Linked DNA regions of Anas platyrhynchos: region 2 is linked to region 1. A link is a contact called in public Hi-C data. All regions are on one chromosome and are shown on one strand. Each heading gives the region's core, a stretch centred on a gene start, on an enhancer-like site or on the middle of the called end of the contact. The rest is flanking DNA. Distances are from core to core; before and after follow the strand shown.

What was found. A called contact is a pair of places that touch in the nucleus more often than the background predicts.
Region 2: a contact with region 1 is called in a Hi-C map of subcutaneous adipose tissue, with 2.6 times the contacts expected there. The contact joins the promoter of CFAP298 here to the enhancer-like site in region 1. A contact is called at or near these places in 2 of 8 Hi-C or Micro-C datasets (F1 follicle and subcutaneous adipose tissue).

The regions. Positions count from the first base shown.
Region 1 is chr1:110,133,577-110,137,548 of IASCAAS_PekinDuck_T2T, forward strand. No RefSeq gene overlaps it. Among named protein-coding and RNA genes, the nearest start is that of HUNK, 6.0 kb to the right of the region's middle. Within about 2 kb of position 1,370, at least 2 of the 8 cell types and tissues checked have an H3K27ac peak or open chromatin away from gene starts, as enhancers often do. A contact at or near this core is called in subcutaneous adipose tissue, where this site is marked.
Region 2 is chr1:110,418,136-110,421,723 of IASCAAS_PekinDuck_T2T, forward strand. It overlaps CFAP298 (cilia and flagella associated protein 298), which reads right to left and starts at 1,618. Exons shown (of 7, transcript XM_027449193.3): 1 at 1,375-1,618; 2 at 427-594. The coding sequence starts at 1,513. It overlaps SYNJ1 (synaptojanin 1), which reads right to left. Exons shown (of 31, transcript XM_072026416.1): 31 at 1,720-3,588. It overlaps LOC139999207 (a long non-coding RNA gene), which reads left to right and starts at 1,572. Exons shown (of 3, transcript XR_011804448.1): 1 at 1,572-1,710.

The DNA.
Region 1 (3,972 bases), core at 120-2,619:
GTTAAGAGCAAACAAGGAGTGGCAGGGTCTGAATGATACCAAAGCCAAAGCTTTCATGTGCAATTCCTCTTCTGTGCCAAATCTTTCATGATACATAGTGTTCCTCAGCCAGGTGGATAACCGAGTGCTGATTCAAGAGAAAAAGTGTTTGCTATAGAAACACGTGCAGAAATGAATAATCTACTGCGTTTTGTAATAGTCAGCCTGATATCCTGGCATATTCAAACACATCTTTGAGTGGTGCTGCAATCACGTAAATGCACGAACCCATAGCTTTTTTTTTTTTTTTTTTTTTTTTTCTTAATATCTCTAGAAAGTCTACCTGTAAAAATGTAAGGACTTTATTTGCTTCCAGTTTTCCATTGAGTTACTTGCAAGGACATGCTCACTGAAAATTCTCTACAGAAAAAGGAAAAAAAAAAAAGTGAGTAACTCTTTTTATAAGCAAAATGGATTTGATCATCCCACGCATATTTAGGACCTAATTTGTAAAACTTCCTGATAAGGACTACTATGATTTTGTTAAACAGGAGTGTTCATATGAATATGGACTACCCGTGTAAACAAACGGTTGAAGGAGCACATATGTTCAGGGCTAGACTAAATGTCCTACACAGCACTAACCTAAAGAGCCAGAAACCAAGAAGGGAGAATGTAAAGAGCTAGCACTTACTTTCAGGACAGTTTCATTACTTTTGGAGGCCTGAGTAATGGTTTTTAGATGCCCAGCTTAGTGCAGGCTCTGCAGGCGAGCTGGCTGAGGAGGTGAGCTGGCAGTGCTGGGAGGCTGCTTTGAGCCTGTAGATTCAGGATCTTCATGCAGAAACAATGCAGTAGGTTGTTGCTAGCACTTCTGGACTGAAAGTCATGTAAGGGAGAAGCAATAAGCTGAAAATAAATGGAGCAAGCATCCCTTTTGTGTGTGCAGAGGGCACGGTGGAGATTCATCTGTGGGCTGAAATGTGAGTGGGATGCAAGCGAGCCTTGGAAGGAGGGCTTTGTACAAAGTCCCCAGACTTTGCTAAGGAAGAGCAAAGGAAGCAGGCTAACAAAGAATAGGTAGGTAGTGCAGGAAAACTTTGGATCATTTAGAAAAATGTTGCACTAGAATATCATGCATGAACTACGTTATCAAGAGCAGCGTCCCGTGTTAAATAAACACTGTCTGCACGCTCTGTTTGTTTCCAAACTTTGCTTCCTGCACCGATCCTGGGGCTGTGGATTTGCAACGACCCCTTTGGACCAGTGAAGCTGTGTGGTTGGGACTGGGGCTGCCCGAGGAATTTCCTCCTCTCCTCTTCCGAGCGCTATCTTGACAGCTGAGAGCAGCCAGAGCACTCTCGCCGGCACACCCTGAATCTGCACATCTGGAGAGTGTAAGCTCTGCTTTCCTTGTGAAACATGCTCAGCTCAGGAATTTACTTCTCCCAGTGGCCTAGCAGAGCCAAAGTCCGCTGACTTTCAGGGCACGATGTAAGGCCCATCTGTTTGCTCAGATCTGTGCCGGAGGGTCTGGCAGCGAGGCTTATGGTTAACATGTCCCATGGGAGTCTGTGCGAGAAGAACAGTGGCCAGCACGCTACGTGTCTGTTTTTTAAACAATCTGCATGCATGCAGACTATCTGAAAGTTAACAACTGCAGGGAAATTAAACAAAATAATTTAACCTTACAGGCATTTTATAGTAAAGAAATTCACTGAAAGGACCCCCTTTTGCTGCCTGTGCCACTAGGGTTCTTTACACCCGACCAAGAGCGTGATCTCTCCTTGGCTCTTCTGCCTCGGTCCTGCAAAGAAATCACATCACAGACACTTCTATAACAACAGACTGGCACACATTATATGCTCAGGATTAAACCAACACTGAATCATTGAACAGAAGAAGCTTGTGTGACACAAAGCCCTTATTAAAACTTAAAGAATTTCAAGGTAACAAAGAAAGAAATGTATTTCTTCTCCTTTTTTGAGTTCACTCTGATTGGTCCTTCTTTTAAGCACGCAAAGGAAAGTACTGCAAGCCTGGCATCCAGCTGGGTTACCTGTTGACTGAAATACCTATGAACTAAATGGAGGGTGGTAAACAGGTACTGATTAATTCCTTCAGGCTTTTGTCATAGACATAAAACCAGGGGGGAATCAGAAGGTGTCAAAACATGTTAGAAAGTACCCTAGGCCACAAGTACCATAGTTCCAACCTAAAAGCTCTTGTAGAGTCGCTGATGCTCTATAACTATGTTTCTACTATATAACTATGTTTCTACTATAACTATGTTTCTACTGAAATCAGATGCGCTCCTCCAAGTTTTACCTCCATTCACCTGTGCTTTGGCCTTTTTCTTCCTGTGCAGCATCGTCAGGTCCATCCTTATGCTGTTTCTGCTTCCACTGCTTATCCTCTACACCTGCTGCAGCCTTTCACTGCTGGCAAAACTCTAAAGCAAGGACCAAAAGCCAGGTCTTCTCCTTCTTTCCTGCATGAGCTGTCCTACCAAAACATGAATCTTATAAATAAACTAATTTTGCGAATTAAAGATAAACACATAGATTATTATGCTAATTGGGAATTGTTAGAAATTTCAGATTCCAAGTCCCATTTCGGTAAAATCACTCAAAGAGGATTCACATTTAATTTTTTTTTTCTTTATTTATTACTAAGCTAATATCACTTTGGAAATGTTTCAGGACTGTGCCAAGTCTTGAAGGTGTGTCAAAGTATTCACCTTTTAAAAAAAATGCACACTTCATATCTGGAATTCCCAGCTTTGAATTTTTGGTGTGGTTTCAAGTTAGGAAAGTGGCATATAGAGCATCATGACTGCAGCTAGTTAACCATGACATGCAGGTGAGGTTTGCAGTAATCATGCAGGAAGTGTATCTGAATATAATGGAAGGCACTTGGAAAATTAGTATTTTCAGTTTCAGTGCACCAAGATGAAATTTCATAGCTGAATACAAGACAGCATTCATGTCAAGGTTTTTAATCTGATTAAATATGTAAGGCTTCCCAAATTCTAATTAACACCAACTATACCCACAAGATTTGTGTTTATATCAGTTTTATGATGGGATTTGCATGACCAGCAGTTAGAACGGTGACTGGATAAACTTTGTTTGTTTGTTTTTCCGTGACTCACTGTGCCATCAGGGAGGTGCGTCACTCCTTCTGTATGTCAGAGATGAATTCTTGTAGTTCATGAGCTGTATAACTAGTAGATCGTGAACCTATGGGAACCTACATCTATTAGGAACTGAGGAAGTTGGCCACAGCTGAGAAGTGCAGAGTTGCTCTGCATGAAATCCCGGCTTTAACACGGTGCTCTGTACCTCCCTGAAAGGAAGGAGCACAGCAAAGCTGCCCCCTGCACACACCTGGCTCCATATAGGTATAGGCAGCTTGTTGCCCCTGTCTGTGGAGAAATGAGAGGCAAAGCCTGTGGCAGGGGTAAGGGAGGACAAGCAGAGGCAAACACCAGTTGGACCTGAGCACCTCGGATCCTGTCCCTGAGCCCTCAAGCCCTCCCATAGCCCATATGTACAGAGTACGTATCCCTAATAGTTTTGTGATAGTGTAACGTGTACTTTCACCACTGTAAAACTGTGCTTTCCAACAATGCATTCAGTCATACAAAATTCTTTCAGGCTTAAACAAAACATGGAAATCTTAGTTCAGAAGTGAGTCACTGGTTTGTTCACATTTTAGCACTGATGTAAACAAGGTGCTTGGAACTTGTCTTGCAAGAAAGCATTTAAATAGCTGACTTGCTTCAACACCCAAATCGGTGATTACTGTAGGTGCGAGCACACAGCAGCCATGGGCTGATGGTGCTCAGCCTGCAGCAACAATGGGAAAATCGCCAGTCCTAAATCACGCTCTGCAGCACTGGCACATTTTCTGATTTATTGCCAAGGAAAAGGAGAAGAAGGAGATGCAACCTCATGGCTTGAGGGCATCTTAATTCTGAATTTCCTTCAT
Region 2 (3,588 bases), core at 368-2,867, 280 kb after region 1:
TTGGAGTTTACTTCCAAGCATTACAGTTGCAAAGTTAAATAGCACGTGTGCCAAAGAGATATAACACCATTTAGGCTTTTAAATCAACATTACGCTAGGTCCTAACCCAGGATTTATGTATGTAACTCAACATTTAGCTGATTTATTGTGGAAAAAAAGGCTCTTAAATAGCTTCTTACATAACAAATCTACAACTGCCTTTAATACGGTGTGTTTATAGGATGATCACTGTAGTTGGCAAAGAAACATTAGCTGGCTATCAGGCTGGCCTGTTATCGAATGTATACTAAGTATTGACTTGGTTTTCTCTTCTTCCAGGACAGTGAGGTGAAAAAGAAGTTCAGAATTATGGTTTTCACGTTCCTCATGATATCACAGATTATTTATGCTTACAGACAAAGAAGCAAACATCTCAGCTCTATTTACCATGTCCATTTCTTCGTCCAATTTCATCCTTCTTGAAGACACTCCCGCCACTGGGTACACACTTCTCTGCCCACTCATCCTTTAACTTCAGTTCTTCAATTTGCTCTTCTGTCAGCCCTTGCATGTTAAGCGGCAAGTAAACACCATGCTCTGCCAGCTCCTGCATCTCTTTAAAGCGTTTGGAGAACAAGGTTAGAAACCTGTGTTACTGAGAACACAGCACCGAGAAATGCCCTTTTGGATTATGCACATGCAGAAAGCCTTACTGCTGGGCTTCAGTTTTTAAAGATCTATGTATATGAAAATAATAATGAATATATATTTATATAAATGCTTTGTATATATATAAATATGTTGTATATATATGTGTGTGTTAAATACAGATATATGTTATAGATACGTATATACACACAGTAATTACGTTAAAATTCACACTTTTTCACACATACTTGAAACAGTGTAACAAATGGAACAAGGCTAGGTACCCAACCCTATGTGATACCAGATGAAGGTCTTTTCCACCTTTAATGATTCTGTGATTCTCTACGTGCTAGCTATGAACTTTTCCTTACTTTTAGTCAGCTTTAGCTGACAGCATGTTCCTTTTTCCAAACGCTTTCGTGAAGGCAGCTTATTTCAGGAGGGGAGCACGTTTTACCGCTACACAGCAGCGAATCTCCCCACACCTGGGATAAACAGGCAGCCTCTGCCTCTGGTGCTGGATCAGAGCCGTGGGGTCAGCCCGTCTCCCGGTGCGACCCAAGGGACAAACACAACTCTCTGCAACCATTTCTGCCCGATGGAGGGCAGGCCGAGGTGTTTACCCAAGGGGTAGCCCCTGGTTACCACCGCCGACTCCTCGCTGCCGCTGCCTCCCCCTCCGCCCTGCCCTGCCCTGCGGCCGCCGCTCCCCTCACGGCGGCGGGGAGGCGGGATGGCGGCCGGTACCTGCGCACAGCCGCTGCACCTTCAGCCTCCCGTTGTAGATGCGGGCGACGAGAGGCGCCAGCTCGGCCAGGCGAGCTCCGCAGGCCGCCTCCAGCAGGAACTGGCTCTCATCGCCGCGCTTAACGTGCAGCCGCACCATGGCGGCGCCTCACGGCCCCTCACAGACCCTCACGGCCCCGCTCCAGGCATGGCGGCCGCGCTCGGCTGCGGCCGTTATGGCGGGCGGGGCGGGGGGACACAAAATGGCACCGCCCCCTCAGCCGCGCCTCCCCTCAGCCGCGCCTCAGGGCGGGGGCTGCTGCTGCGTGAGCGGCTCCGGTACAAAGAGAGAGAAGGGTGAGTTGGTAAGGGCAGGTATGTTTATTTCGTTAATGCAACACCGCCTTCCACAGGGTATATAACGGCATGGTGCACGCCACTGAGTTTCAATACTGCGGTTCTGGAAAGTATACAGCCATAAATATCGTGTGTCACAAGCAAGAAAAAACGGGTACATTTTTACCACAATTTACCACAGGGAACACAGGAGTCATGGGAAGGTGTTGAGCGTTTCTATGCTGAATCCTTAGCCGTCCCAGATCTGCTGCTAGTAATTTGTTTCGTTAATACACGTCACGGTGGTTAGCGATATTTACACACGCTCTCTAGTTTTGGAGCAGTTCTTGTGATCTCCGCAGTACGTTGCTGTCAGCCTCCGTAATCCCGTCTAGTGCAGAGGTGCTGTATACCAGGTACGTTTTTTTTAGTTTTTAATCACTGTAATTAAATATTCAACGAAGAACATATTTATCACGTAACTCCCACTAGGAAAAAGTTTCCCCCCAAAGTTGTTTTGCTAATGTAAGAATATACCAAAACACCGATCACACAGATGTTTATAGCCAACAGTGTAAAACAAGGTAATCCACATACTGAAGCACAAAGATTAGAGTACCACCGCTGTTTAAAATGTGCAAGTACTGTTTAATGAGCTGAACAGAAAAAAGCACAATATAAAACTCACGATAGTCACTTCTCTACCCAGCTGCAGCTCATGGCCAACCAGACAGTGTTAAAGGAAGAGTGGATTATTTTATAAATAATGTTTTGATAGCATTTGAGGATTTTAAAAAAGTACTGTCGTTCTGTATTTTACTACTATAATGCTAGTATGTTGAGTTTCAGGCATTAATTCTGCAGAACCAGTACAGTTTGTTTGCAGGTAAGCCCATGAGTGTAGGCAGGCAGTTGCAGTCCCCCAAGAGATGACAACATCGTGACACGTTCAGCTTGTGGTGAAAGCACACATCTGCACAGGGAAGTTATGTCCCAAGACACTGCAAATTGTAAGGAAATCAGTTATTTTGAATTTGCTCATGATAATAAAACACTACATTTTATGTAATTTAATGTGAGCCTTAGAAAACATAAAAGCACGGAGTTGTATTTTTATAGAATAATATGTAAAACTGAAACTTAGCCTTTGCTAGCCTCAAAGCAGCACCACACACAGGATGGTCACCGTCTCTGGGGAACAAAGGGTCACGTATTTAGTATAACTGCAAAAGCGACTAAACGATAACATTCACCTCAGAGAACTGCAGTTCTCTTCTCTTTGAAGGCGACGTTTTTGACAAATGCAGCAGTAAGTATAGTAGACAGGAAGGATGGTGGGAGGACAGCCCAAATATGTAAGATGACTTTCTCCTCTGATATTTTACAATGACCGCTGATTCTTTCATGCAAGGCCTTCTATAGGACAAGAGAGCCCTTCCAACATGTGAAAGAGGGTGGGACAAGCTAATGGTAATATGTTGTCTGTAACTGGTAAAAGACTGCTTTATATATATCAAGATTCAAGGGGATTTGTTTCCAGAGGTTGAGGGAAAACTTATGTCAATTGTTTCCAATTTGTGTGTGGGGATAAAGTATCTTTAAAAGAGTAATGAATAAGTGGATGATATGGAACAATTACTCTGAACTACTGCTAGTCAATATATGTGACAATAATATTTTAACACCTGAAATGTACTGACACAGAAAATCGAAGTCAAGTAGTGAATATATTAATACACAAAGCATTGTTTGTATTTTGAAATTAAACTATTTCTGTTGTGCCTCACATTCAAATATAAGCCTTACAAATCTCCATAGCCTCTGTTATAAATTAAACAACTTCTAAACAATACTTGTCAACATTCAAATCTCAATAAACTTTGGCAGCTCTTTGGTAAA